Linked DNA regions of Cyprinus carpio: region 1 is linked to region 2. Evidence: chromatin contacts called from public Hi-C data. All regions are on one chromosome and are shown on one strand. Each heading gives the region's core, a stretch centred on a gene start, on an enhancer-like site or on the middle of the called end of the contact. The rest is flanking DNA. Distances are from core to core; before and after follow the strand shown. Region 1 overlaps LOC109097713 (unconventional myosin-XVIIIb-like). Region 2 holds the start of LOC109093673 (beta-adrenergic receptor kinase 2-like).

Region 1 (7,016 bases), core at 2,909-5,408, 86 kb before region 2:
TGAAAACCAGACGCTTTACACATCCTCTTTCTCAATACGAAACTCATTTTGAGCAGCAGTGTTTATGTGCAGCTCGGGTCATAAACCGTGGTCGTTTTTAACAGCAGCAGATGAGTAGCTTCATCATATCGATCTCGGTAGTGACCACTCTTCCAGAGCACTGTCACATTAGAGAGCTCACGATGGCCTGAGGGCAGGACGTTCAGGTCGAATGCGTGTACAGTATCTCTAAAAGACCCTCTCAGTGTAGCCACAAGCTGTTAGCTAAGTTTATCACAGGACACATGAGCGAGAGCTTGTCTACTGCTAAAAAGATCCTCTATAACTACTACAACAGTGTACAAAGTAATATAGTCCAGCAAACATGCCAAAAGCATTATGTAAAGGTTGCCTAAATTTTATGAACATTAAATAATGTAAATAATAATGGCATTCCCCCTTTTGATACTTCTGATGAAAGTTTTCACAATGTTTAAATACAACATTTTTATATCTGGTATGTTCTGAGAGCTGTTAAAAGAATAAATAAAGGAACATTTTTCTATTCTATTCTATTTATTTATTTTTATTTATAAAAAAAAAAAACTTGATCCTCTAACACTAGCATTCACTATTCTATTTCTATGTGTGTGTGTACTGTATATATATATATATATATATTTATTATTTATTTTATAATGTTGTGTATTTGTGTGTTTTGTGTGTATTATTTTATTATAATTTAAATTTACACAGTAGTATATATATATATATATTCTTAAATATATACACATGTTTTATATTGGATCTATGTGATGATGTGATTAACTGATTAGACAGCACTAATATATATATATAATATTATAATAGTTATTATATTAATGTGTATGCATATATATGCTTGCTCCACGTCTAAAATGACTTTGCTTTTGAGCTGATGTCACCAATCACAAGTTTTTTTAACTCTGTTCCGCTTTTTAGCATCCAGTCAATTGCTGAAGGATAAAACCAAGCCCTGCTCTACAGGTCTTTCTCCAAAATATTTCACATCACAGAAGTAACATGGGTTACTAATGCCATTTCATGCTGATGTTAAGCTGATAATACAAATGAAGTTGAGAATGTTTGCTGAGCTTTAATATTTCCACAAACAAACTGTAATGAAGAGCAGTGACAGATGAGGGAAGAGATGTGTAGACTCAGAGCTGGGCAGTCTGTAGTGCTCTTATATCAGAAAAGAGAGGAACATGACAGCTTTACAGATCCTCATAAGCCTTGATATGACTAAAACTCTGTGATCCATCAAGCAGCGCATCTATCCAAATGACCCACAAACTGTATTAAATATCACGCCTGGAATGCAATAAACATTACAAAGGTCAGTTACGGTTTGTGCATGCAAATTCTAATATGATAATAACACTGCAAAAAAAGATTCCATCATTTATGAAAATATGACAATATCCTTTTTAGGATGCCAAAAAGGTCAAATAAATCAGCTAAATATATATATATATAATATATATATATATATATAATATATATATATATATATTTATATATATTTTTAAATGCAAAAAGCTTTCTTACAAAAATAAAATAAAATAAATACAATAAAAAAAAATGTTAAAATAAAATATTTTAATTATAATAGATTTTTAATATATGATATTATGTAAGGTATAAACATTTTTATTTTATCTTTATATATATATATATATATATATATATATATATATATATATATATATATATATATATATATATATATATTGTGTGTGTGTGTGTGTGTGTGTGTGTGTGTGTGTGTGTGTGTGTGTTACCTGTTCACACAGTGTGGCAATCAGCCCCTCTAAGTCATGCTTCTCATGAACCACCATCTGTTTTTCCTCATATTCCTGTTCCAGTTGCATCTCCAGCTGACGGAGCTGTGCACATGCACACACACACACACACACACACACACACACACACACACACACACACACACACACACACACACACACACACACACACACACACACAGTCAGGAAAGAGTGTTTCAGACAGAGTTGTAAGGTGGTCTGTCGAGCTGTAATTAAGTCTGCATCCCTCACTCGTCTCTGTGAAGACTTTTGCACGTCCTCCAGTTCCTCATCTTTGTCCTCTAGCTCCTTCTGATGGATCTGCTTCATCCTCTCCATCTCCATCTCAAAGCGCAGGTGCATCTGTGGAGAACAGAGTTCAGATGGCCTGTTTGTGTTACTGCACCTTTAAGACTTATGTTAATGTGGGTGATCATATGTTAATGTGCTCATGGTTATGACGTCATAACCTTTTCAAAAGGTCTACTCTTCTTGGGTTCCTATACCTGCTCCTGCTGTTTGATTCTGGCAGTCATCTGGCTGATCTCCTCCGAGCGCTCCTTGTCTCTGGTCTCCAGTTCACGGAGTTTCTTCTTCAGTTCAGGGATGGAGTCAGACGTGAGGTGGAGTGGGACACTCAGGTCACGGATCTGAGCACACAGTTCCTCCTTCTGCTGCTGCAGGTGCGTGACCTCCACCTGACTCTCCTGAAACACACAAACATAATCATACAAACATCACACACACAAAAGCAAACACACATACAAACTCATACAAACCTCAAGACAAATAACACACATAAACATTCATGCTTATAGACACATACATGCACAAACAGTCACACCAGACACACACACACACAAAACATGAATAAATTCAAAAGCAAATGCACATAAAAATGTACAAACACACAATAATGCACACAAATCACATACAGACATATACAAGACACAAACACAAAAATACAATAAAAATATACAACAAATGCATAAAAAACACAAATATCCATACACAAGCAAATGCAAAAACAAAATCATAAACACAAAAACAAATACACATATTGCAAAAACACACAACAATCACATGCAGACACAGGTAAAAATATATACGACAAAAAACTCATGCAAATGCATAAACCCAACACAAACACTTACATATACATACACTAATGTACACAATTAATGCAAAAACACAAAAGAAAACTCAAAAGCAAAAACACACACACACACAACAATGCACAAAAAAACAATCACAGACATATAAATATACCGTAATCACCACACAGTCACAAACACATAAAAATACACACAGCAACGAAAAATAAACACACACAAAAATTAAAAACAAAACAAAAACAAATTCACATATGCACACAAACACACATTTACACAAACAAAAACACAATTATGCAAACAAGCACAAATGCATAAACAGACAAAACTATCAAACACACACACCACAAAAGCAAATGCACATACCAAAAAAATAAATAAAAATGGAACAAACACACAACAATGAACAAAAAACATAGATACATACAAAAGAAACAAACATGCACATACACGCACGCAAACACAATTATACAAATAATGAACACAAAAGCAAATGCGCACACAAAGATGCACAAAAAACAATCACAGACACATAATCATACACAAACACACACATATAAAAATGTATACAAACATAAACAATCATATAAACAAGCACATACGCATAAACACACACAGCAGCAAATACACATAAAAATTGCACACACACACACAATGCACCAAAAAAATATTACAATTACAAACACAGACCCAAAAATCACATACATTCATCTGAACAGATAAAAAACACATTGTATTAAAATACAAGAATGCATAATGCAGATATAAATGTGTGCACAAGTATTTCCCATGTATTGACCTCTGACCTTTGTATTTCAGAGTAAAAACTCACTCATTCATTTTCATTTAGTTTCGTAATGTTATTTTATATTTTTATATTATGGCAGAACTTTTCTCCTCTGCATATTTGGGATCTCTGGGGACTGTTTACCGAAAGAGGACACCCGGAGTTCACGGGCACGATCGCAGATGGTGGACACTTGACCTTTGACCTCGGCCCTTACCTTGAGCGTCTTGCGAAGGGTGAAGATCTCTGCACCAAGGGTGGTATTCTCCTGGATGGCTCTGTCCTTCTGCTCCCTCTCATTATCAGCCTGCTCAAGCGCCTGGGTCAGTTCGCTGTCAAACCTACAAACACACACACACACACACACACACACACACACACACACACACACACACACACACACACACACACACAGATCAGACAGAGGCCTTGAGAATGCATTTTCAAGAAACCAGATAGCGTGGCACTAAATATTAATGAATCATATGCAAATGAGACAGACCTCCTCTGTTTCCTGTCCAGCTCATGAGCACGGCCCTGCAGGCTGTCTATCAGCACGCGGGCATCCTGAAGGTCAGAGGTCAGCCGCCGGCAGTGGCGTTTTAGCTCTATCACTGAGCGTTTAGATTGATCAAGCTGAGACTGCAGTTCCTGAACCTGCCACAAGAGGGGGAGATAGAGACAAAGATCATCAGGTAGGGACCTTGTGCAGCCCACTAGACATGACAGGGTTATTCAGTGCAGTGCACATGATAATAATAAATAATAATAAACATGTCATTATCTGCAGAACAAATCAAACAGGATTATTCATATAAGGACTTGGTCAGTAAAGCATACACTGGGGCTAGTCGTCAGAAGGACTACATCTCAGAAACTATATGCTTTTCAGTCCAGTTTCATAAATGCTTGTGTTCTCTTAACAGTGGTTTAGCCTTCAATTAGAATATTTTTTTGTGAATTAATAATAATAAATAGAAATTCTATATCTATCTATCTAATTAAAAAATGTCTTAAATTATGCTTTTTTTAATCTATATAATATAAATTAATTTTATAATACATATTATAACTGTAGTATATATTACATTTAAAAAAAAGTTTGGACATTTTGTATTTTAAATTTTTGGTGTTTCAGGAACTATGATTTTATCATTTTATAATTGTACATTTTATTGAAAAGCCTTTATATTCTATAATGCACATTAAATTACTGACATGTTCTGAAGACAGCTTTTTAACTGTAAAAATTCATAAATAAAAAGCAAAAAATTATATTCTTTTGAAATCAGTCAATAAACAACAGGTTGCCACTCTGAAATTGTACCTTATATTGTGTGACAACATGCCCCACTACATATTAATTGAGCGCGCTGTGTCTTCTATCAATAGTGGTAGATTGTTATTTATTTATTTGTTGTGAAGGCTTCTATTTGTTTTGTTGTATATACAAATCAAACTTTAGAGCTATTTTAGTTATATTTAAATAATACTATATTGATAAATTCAAATTATTTATTTATTTTTATATTTTCAGTTTTCATTTTAATTTAAGTTTTCGTAATTTTGTTGTGCTTTTGTCATTTTTATAGTTTTTTTTTTTTTTTTTTTTATTTTTTATTTAGCTTTATTTTTATTTCAGGTACAGTAATTATAGTTATTTAACTAAATTATTTATGTTAGTTCCCAAAGCAATATTTCTCATTTTCATTTTTTTCAAGTTAAATTTTTTATTTAATATTTTTATTTTATTGTAACTTCATTTCAATTATCCAAAACTATTTTTTACTGCTGTGGTTAAACTATAACAACAATAATTAAGGCCATTTATGAAAACTAAAAGAAACCTTGACAAACACTCTAAGGTGCCTCTTTAAGGTCATGATTAATGTTATAATTAATATTAATACCTTATTATCCAGCAGCTGACGGGCCTCTTTCTCACTCTCAAGTCTTTCCTCCGTCTGCCGCAGACGCCTGCGCAGGAACTCCACCTCCGTCTGTACACATTCCAGCTGCAGCTGCAGCTCACTTTCTGCGTGCACATGCACACACACCCACGCAAACAGTCATTATCTTTCTTCGCCAGCATGTTTGATTGCATCTACACAGAAGCCTGTCTTACCTGTCTCCACTCCCCTGAGACCTTCTTTATTCTTGACTTTCTGTTTTTCTTCCTCTAACTGCCTCTCGAGGGCCTCTAAAGTCACTTTACTCTGGTCCACACGACTCTGAGACACAGCACAGAATAAACACACAGGCGTGACGCCCACAGTTCAACAGGAGAGACAGCGGTGAGGCGTTTGAGACAATATGGCAGGCTATGTTTGGAAAAGCATTTTAATCATACACTCTTAAAAATAAAGGTGCTTCAAAAGGTTCTTCAAGCGATGCCATAGAAGAACCATTTTTGGTTCCACAAAGAACCATTCAGTCTAAGGTTCTTTAAAGAACCATCTCTTTCTAACCTTTTTATAATCTGAAGAACCTTCTTTCGCCACAAAGAACCTTTTGTGAGACAGAAAGGTTCTTCAGATGTTAAAGGTTCTCTATGGAACCATTTAGACAAAAAGGTTCTTCTATGGCATCGTGAAGCACCTTTATTTTTAAGAATGCACTGTTTCTGCATTATATAGTATGTGGACTATATGCTAATTTTCTATATGCATGGGATACATTACCTACATTGCTTCATTTGCTGAAATGTGCCGTATACAATCAGAACATGCTGTGAGGAATACTGTGCACTGCTTCCACTTGACCGTACATTTCTTGTGTGATAAATGAAAGAGTAATTTTTGAACCAGCCCCAATTTTTTAAGATTAATTTCTTTCTCAACTCATTATTTATTTGGACGGTCAAGAGAAAAGGTCTTTGTTGACAGAAGTGATTTTAAAATGCAAAATAACTTATGAAAGATGCGAACTGGATGCCATTTTCTGAATTAAACATGCAGCTTGATGAGATTGTGTGACAATATACAGTAGAATATTACTGTTTAAAATGTAACTTACATTTCACTTATAATTTTTTTTATAATAGTAGGCACATATTTAATTTGAAGCAAAGTGGCTGAAATCGAAATAACATTTTTATCAGCAAAAATATTATGAGTTGTTAATTACACAAGTGTCATGTCAATTATGCAAGTTGTTAATTGCCTTTTTCCCTACGGTTATTTATAAGTCAGGTTGAGCCAGGGCTATTACAGTTAAAGAAAACAAATTCAAATCACAAAAAAATTTTTGTTCATTGAAATAACAGAAAGTTTAACTGAATTAAAATATTATACA
Region 2 (7,530 bases), core at 2,855-5,354:
CAAGAGTTAAACCTTTGCCACAGTCTAGGTAATTAATGGGAAACACTGTATACCATAACATGCTGAGGAAAAGTCTAAACATGTCCTTAATACCCCATATTTCCAAGAAAGGGATATATTGCTACCTGTGCACTTTTAACTAGTCTTAACTGTTTACATGACAACAAAATTTGCAGCTACACTAAGAGATCACGAATCACTCTTAAGTGTTATATAAACTTTAAAAACATTCCAACTACTGCAATTCCACCAATGCACAGGCTATACTGAGACACATGGTTGTGTAAACTGTACAATAAAAGCTTTGTGTTGAACTACAGGCTTTACATTGTAAACTGACAGCCGTATCACCATAGTGATCCAATGAGATGAGCAAACTCTGAAATATGAAATACCATTTCCTATTTCTTGGGCCTCGGTTTGTTACCAAAAGCAGGTCTAAATAACATTTACAGTGTTCAGTCTCCCGACGTAGTAACGGCCAAACAACTACATAAACTGTGACAGCATTGTCAGTTTATCACTTTTACAGTTTTCTGAGAGTGGCCATAAAAAAAACAAACAAACAAAAAAAAAAAAAATTTTATGTAGAACACACACAAGGGACTCCTCACATGATATCCAAGAGGACAGGTACAATAAACTCCAAAGACCATAATTAACAATATTTTAAGCCTATCTAATTGTGTTTAATATAGGTTTACTACTTCTAGACACCATCCGATTCTTGTATTCACTTTCTAAGGGGCAAGTATTGTTCAATGTCTAGCTAATATGAAGTGGTTTATGTGCATGAACTGATTCAATCCGACATAAATGGAAGACGAATACATTTTTATGTCATGACTATTTTAATGAATGAACAACCGGTTGATTTCTTTGATTAATTGGACAAAAAAAATAAAAAATCCCAAAATATTAAATCGTTATTTACAAAGTTGTTATTCCACATTCTGCCCAATGTTGTCCTCCAAACAATGTGCATTCTGAAGGCAATGAAAACAAAAAGTGAATATATGTGGTCTGTGTAGAAAAAAAGGGGGTTAAAATGTAAACATATTTCTTACCATTTGAAAGAAGTTAAAAACACTAAATTAAAAAGTGATAATCAAGACAAACAAAACCAGAAACTAAAAGTTAACTGGTACGAGGTAGAAGAAACACATTCACCATCTGAACAGATGACATTTTTACTCCAGTACAATAGATACAGTCGTTGTTGCTTTGACGTTTCCAAGGTCTAACGATTCAGAACAGTCACACGAAACCCCAACAAAGCGGATTTGTATGCCTTATTGAGTATGCAAGCACAAATGTGAAGGCAATGTCAGAATTTCGACCCGTTTACAGTGAATATCACCCTCAGCCCGGTGCAAATCTACAGGTGATAAGAGCCATTGATTCACACGGGGGAATTTTCCCAGCAGGCCCCAGTAACTGCTGAACAACACCAAAAACACTAAACACAGAACAAAATGTGTATTTAGCCAAAGCTTTCAAAAAGTACTGTAGTGTTACTACGATAGCACTAGTCGGTACTTTGATACTGTCCGGGCCCAATTACCATATTCATACCATCGTATTTACATGCTACTATGAGGTAACCAAATAGCATTACTGAGCTAACAGTTATATCTCCAAAAATAAACGTAAGTAGCTTGTCTAAAAATACTCTGGTGGTTTTTGTAAGCGAAAGAAAGCAGTAAACAACAAACCCTGTGTGTAGTACATGACAGGCCACTGCTGACGATGGTGACAGGGAATTTCTAACGAACACTTAAAATCGCTTATTTAACACCAAATTACACGAATGTTCAGTCAAGGTGCAGTGGAAATGAATAACTCAAAATTTTGACATATCTACCAGCCGCTTCAAGACAATACTGAACGTAATGTGTGTGAATTAACTGTCTGACAGACTCGTTTGGCTTAACGTGACGTTACCTGGGTTCGGGAAGGATGATTTTCTTGCTCGCGCGGGCCGCTGGAGTCGATTTGCTCTTCTCCATCGCCATCAGGTAGCTGACATCGGCGAGAACCGCTTCGAGGTCCGCCATCTTCAAGCCCTCTGGGTCGAACCGAGTCGCTAACGGTACCAGAACCAGCCGTGAGGAGGAGGAGGGGGACGTGTGAGGGGACGGTGATGTTGCGCGCGGGCGGGTGGACTCAGCACGAGACGAGCGCGGGAGCTGTCGTGGTGATGATGATGATGGTGATGCGCGATAGAGGCGCGAACATCTATTCCAGCCGGGGTTTTTTTTTTTGGTTTGTTGTGTTTAATAATTATCGTGTTTCCCTCCTCAGAAATCAACCATAGTGGCTGAAAAACACACGATAAAAGCTGAGGAAGAAAAAAAAAAACAGCAACACTCTGAATGGAAAATCTATAGGTTGCTTTATCTGTGAAGCAACATCACCCTCGGGTCCACTGGAGTTGCAGAAATGGCTTCTTGTTTCAAAGAGGAAGAATATATGTGCATGGCATCACCTCAAAATCCGGAAATTTCCAAAATAATAATACTAGTTGGTGATAACGATAATATCGATTAATCGAGCCCCCCATCCAGCTCCGACTCCCTTTGAGTGAGTTTAACGCGAACCAACCTGCCTCGTGTAATGACTGTCAAACAATGACGTGCAAGTTCATTTGAGCCACCGTCCGTGCAGAAGTATGGAAATAACGGGATGGTTCACTACAAATACATTCAAGCTGGCCACTCTGTGTCACAAATGGATGACACTCAAATCAAAACGACGATGCAATCCCGTTAAAAGCAACAAGATATAGAACCTAAGTCGTAAACGAGCGGACAAGACGATCTCCTTAAGGCATTAAAATAAAGCAAGCCATCTCGCTGGAAAACAGACAAATCACCAATGCATGAAAATGGACGACTAGTATGCGCCGATATTTCCGTTTAATCACATTAACCCGTTGACAGCACGCAAACATCAGACCACATTTAATAAGGGGAACATGAATCCTCCTCTTCTTAAAAGGCGGAAAGATGGTGGAAACCTAAAGAGACTAATGGTTGGAGAAACATAAATAATGGCTATCGATGCGACACGGGCAGCTGGATTGTTTCCTGAACATCCAAAAATTGCATTCAGGATCTAAACAGCATATGCATGTGTAAATACCCTGGTAATATCACAAACAAATCCCCATTTTTGTGGTTCGATGGTTGAGATCTGCCTGTCACTCACTCCTCTTGTTGATCCAAGCTGGTTGTCTTGATCTTATAAACCAATTAAAGGGACAAAATTAAACTAGATGCGTTTTGATGTGCAGCGCAGCGCAATGCAGTTTTCCTCTTAAACTGGATTTGCTTGCTCGTCAATTTATTTATATAATGAGAGGTGTGCTCTAAGCAACAAACGGCTGAGATATTGCACTACTGTAACCTACAGAAGAGAGGGGGGCGCTAGAAAAGGAAATAAGCTAATGTGAACGAAAGCAATCCGAGTTTCCTTTTTCTAAAAAGAAATGTCGCGATGGTGGCACAAAATGTGGTCAGATGAAACTGCAAGGCAGGAACATACACAAAAAAACACAGCTACTGTGAGTTTGTTGTAAATAAAACAAAAAATAAAGAGTTCACCCTGAAATCTCTTCGCTAATGTTAGAGCTTGCGGAACTTCATATGCATGGGCTGTGCGTTTCAATCTCAAGATTACATGAACGAAACTCTTGAGTTTCGAGAGAGAAACAAAACGACGGGGCTTTCAAACCCACTACGCTTCGTTCAGGGGTTTCAAATGTACTTTTCTCCAAAAGACACCTGATTTTGATTTTTCGATGTTACTACCGAGAGAAACCACTCTTTTCTTTTCCATCCGTGTTTGGGTCGCAGATCCAAGTCTTCATCTCTTCCGACATCGCTCAACAAAAACACTATATCCGTCCACATAAAACACTCCAGTCCGTTTCCGCTCAGGTCCTCCGGGGAAGACTTCTTCTTAAGGTTTCCCCACGGTTAATCCAAATGGGAATACACGACTATTTTCTTGTTTTAGTGCTTGTGTGTGAGCTGAGCCCCACGGCGCGTCGTGAAGTGAAATTCAGGCTCTTCTGAGAACTGCACTTCCTCCCAGCGGCCGAGTCGACGCAAAACCCGGCGCTGGACTCACAAAACAAGGAACTGGAGCCCTCTATAAGCTAAGCTCCAGTAAAGCAAATCTTTGAGGTGTGTGCAGTCTTGATTTTATTTACATTTTATTTAATTATACTTTTATGCGAAACGAGTTGTTTTAGTATCATTTTATTATACTTCTTTATTTTCTTTTAACTTTTCATTGATTTTCATTTCATTTAACTGATTTACGCAAAGTACGCGAAACTATGACGCGAAGGCTTGCGTTGTGCATATTAAATAGATCCTGCTGACGTTGCTTAGTAACCTTCCTGAAGCGCCCAGTCACGTTACTTCACTAATATTCATTAGTCAAACCTTCTCCGTAGGTTCGCCGTCTGAATAGCGCCCACTCACTTTTCAGCAAATCATCTAGGCGTCACGTTACGTAATTAATATTCATAACCCATGGATACATCATAGTGGGAAAGTCTAGCTGCTGCGCCATCTAAGTAAAAATCATTGTGTAAGCGCATACCACATCTTTTATCAACAATACATCTGCAAAAAGCAGTTTTTTTGTTTGGGCTTCTCCTTTCAGTTTCTGGTCATGTGATTTAATCTGACAAACAATGATATTCTAAACATACCTCTAGGAACAAGTTAAGTCATGTTATGGACCGTGTTTATTCTCCAAAGAGAGTTTGAAATTTTGTCTCTCTTTAAGCCTAATGCATGTTTTTCTTATTTGTGATCTTTTGGATTGTAGGTTTGTTGCCCCCTCTGGCGGAAAACGGTGAAAGTGCATTTTATTTCCTAGGGATAGTTCACCCAAAAATGAATTTTCTGTCATCATTTACTTGTTCCTAACCTGCATGAGTTTCTTTCTTCTACTGAACAGAAAAAAGAAGATATTTTGAGGAATGTTGGTAACCAAATAGTTGATGGAAAAACTATGGAAGCCAATGGCTACCATCAGCTGTTTGGTTACCAACCTTCTTTAAAATATCTCCTTTGGCGTTCAGTGGAAAAAAAGACATTCCCCCAGGTTTGCAACGGCATGAGGGTAAACAAATAATGATAGAATTGTTATTTTTGGGTGAACTATCCTTCTAAAAAGTAAAAAAAAAATAAAAAAATAAGTTAAATCAATTTGTAATAAAAGGCACACCATTCTTTTTAATTTGTTTGAAAGTGTCCAAAAATTCCTCACTGTTACTTCGAGGTTTCAGTAAATGCGCTTTTTTGGACACAGATTTATAACAGGAGGTCAGTGAGGTTTAAGAAAGACAGTTTATTTAGCATCGGGCAGAAAGGGGCATGAGAGTTTTTGCAAGGAGAGGGTGGAGGAGAAATCCGTTACTGCTGGATACGGCGGATGGACTGGATCTGAGGGGTCTGGCAATGGGAGCCAAACTCCTTGAAGTTTTTGTACTCCCCACAGTGGCGGTCACACTCCATGATGTACTGGTATCCACGGTAACCAGGGAACTGGTAGCACACAAACCTGTCGTGTGCGGATCGAAGAACAGACAGTGGCGATCAAAAAAAAATGAAAGGACAAATGATACAGAAGTGACAGAAGAACCCAAACAGATACTCACGCTCCGGACTGAACACGCATAGAGCCCACTTCATTGTTGCACCATCCCATAGCCTGAAGAGAGGGATAGTCGTCACTGAGCTCTCCCTTGCGGCCCAGGTAGTTCTCCCTCTCATAGATGGTCATTCTGCACTCCCTGTGGTTCTGGGAGAATTATATCAAACATAATGTCAACCAATGAGCATCTTTCCAATGCAAACCAAAAATGATAGTTATAATATGAATTAATTGCAATCAACAACAAATTATTGTGAATGTTGTTAAAGAAAAGGCAAGGTGGGTGAGTGATGATATGGTTTTAAAGCTTTGAGAGCTTACAGAACAGGAAATTGGTCTAAAGGAGGTAAAGGAGGTCATTCTCTCGATGTTTTATTCATTGATTGGTATAGAGGTGTGGGTATTAGGGTAGTTGCAGCGCTAAATGGTGACCCTGGTAATTTGAGTGCTCGTAGCCCACCCACCTGAAGACAAACATGGGTTAAACACTGTAGCCTCTGCTGAAATTATTAACTACAATTAAAACTATTAAAACTATTTTTAGTTACTCAAAATAAAGCTGAAACTAAATTTAAATATTAGATTAAAATCCTTGGCCTTGGCAACTAACTAAAATAAAACAAGTTACAAAAATAACAAAAACTATACTAAAAAATAAATGAAAGCTAAAAAAAACACTAACAAAAATTACAAAATCATATTACAAAATTAAGGTAAAATGAAAATAGAGAAATAAAAGCGAATACAAATATATATATATATTATATTATATATATTTCACTCAGAAATAGTTACATTTCACAAGTAATTACAAGTTACACATCAAATTAAATATGACATTTTTGAAATGGAAAGACTAATATAGTAGTTCTTGTAAAAAATACTCCAATAATCTTATCAAAAATGTTTTTACAATAAATTTTTTTAAAAGTGTTGTTAACTAAAATTAAAACTATTAAAATGTTTTTTGTTAACTGAAATAAAGCTGAAATAAAGTACAATATAAATATTTGATTAAAAGAACTTAGAAAATTAGAAATGCCTTGGCAACTAATTGAAATATAAGTTTAAGTGCTAAAATAACTAAAACTAAAATGAAAAAAAAATAAAAAAAAATAAATCTAAAATGAAATATTAAAAAAAACAAAAATGAGAAAAGCACACTATAAAATTACTAAAACAAGATAAAATTAAAATATAAATATAAAAGCAAATACATGATATTAAAAAATACTTTAATAGAATATATAATACTCAAAAAAATGGTGTAAATTTCCCAAATAATTACAAAGAAATGGCATGTCACACAATGAATAAAAACATGACGTTTTCAAGTAGAAAAACTAAAATAATATTTTCTTCTAAAGCATATCCCAATAATCTTTGTTTTATTTACATCTTCGAAAAATCTGTTTTTACAGTGTACTAAATCAACATCATGGCATCAGTTCGTGGATAAGCGCATGAATGTTTCATTTCAGACCGTCCTCATACATCAAAACATGTTCTTAAGTGACCTGTCTGTTCCAGTTAAGGTTACATAAATAAAATGCCACATGGAATAAGGACACAAAACCGCTGCTGACCAAGAAACACGATTACTATTGCTCAGATTTAGGGTTAGTGATTTTAACAAACCATTAGCCCCAACTTCTGCCACTTAATGAGCACTGTTTGTGATAGGACATGAATGATACCTCAAACTGAGCTTACAGACTCAAGCCACACTAACATCTAATATCTAAGCCTAAACTCTCATGATTTATAGCTTTATAGAGCATGTTTTCTGTGAGAGTGAAGGGTCAGGTCATGTTTTTTTCTGACATGGAGTCACAGCTAGTGGAAATAATTGGC

The links. A called contact is a pair of places that touch in the nucleus more often than the background predicts.
Region 1: a Hi-C map of red blood cells shows a contact between it and region 2, with 3 times the contacts expected there. The contact joins the enhancer-like site here to the promoter of LOC109093673 in region 2. A contact is called at or near these places in 2 of 8 Hi-C or Micro-C datasets (liver and red blood cells).

Annotation. Positions count from the first base shown.
Region 1 is chrA10:16,725,198-16,732,213 of ASM1834038v1, reverse strand. It overlaps LOC109097713 (unconventional myosin-XVIIIb-like), which reads right to left. Exons shown (of 45, transcript XM_042765456.1): 27 at 5,848-5,953; 28 at 5,633-5,757; 29 at 4,225-4,379; 30 at 3,940-4,063; 31 at 2,330-2,530; 32 at 2,076-2,186; 33 at 1,803-1,907. Among protein-coding and RNA genes, the nearest start is that of LOC122146483, 19 kb to the left of the region's middle. Within about 2 kb of position 4,158, at least 1 of the 8 cell types and tissues checked has an H3K27ac peak or open chromatin away from gene starts, as enhancers often do.
Region 2 is chrA10:16,638,597-16,646,126 of ASM1834038v1, reverse strand. It overlaps LOC109093673 (beta-adrenergic receptor kinase 2-like), which reads right to left and starts at 4,104. Exons shown (of 21, transcript XM_042765458.1): 1 at 1,945-4,104. The coding sequence starts at 2,057. It also overlaps the pseudogene LOC109066944.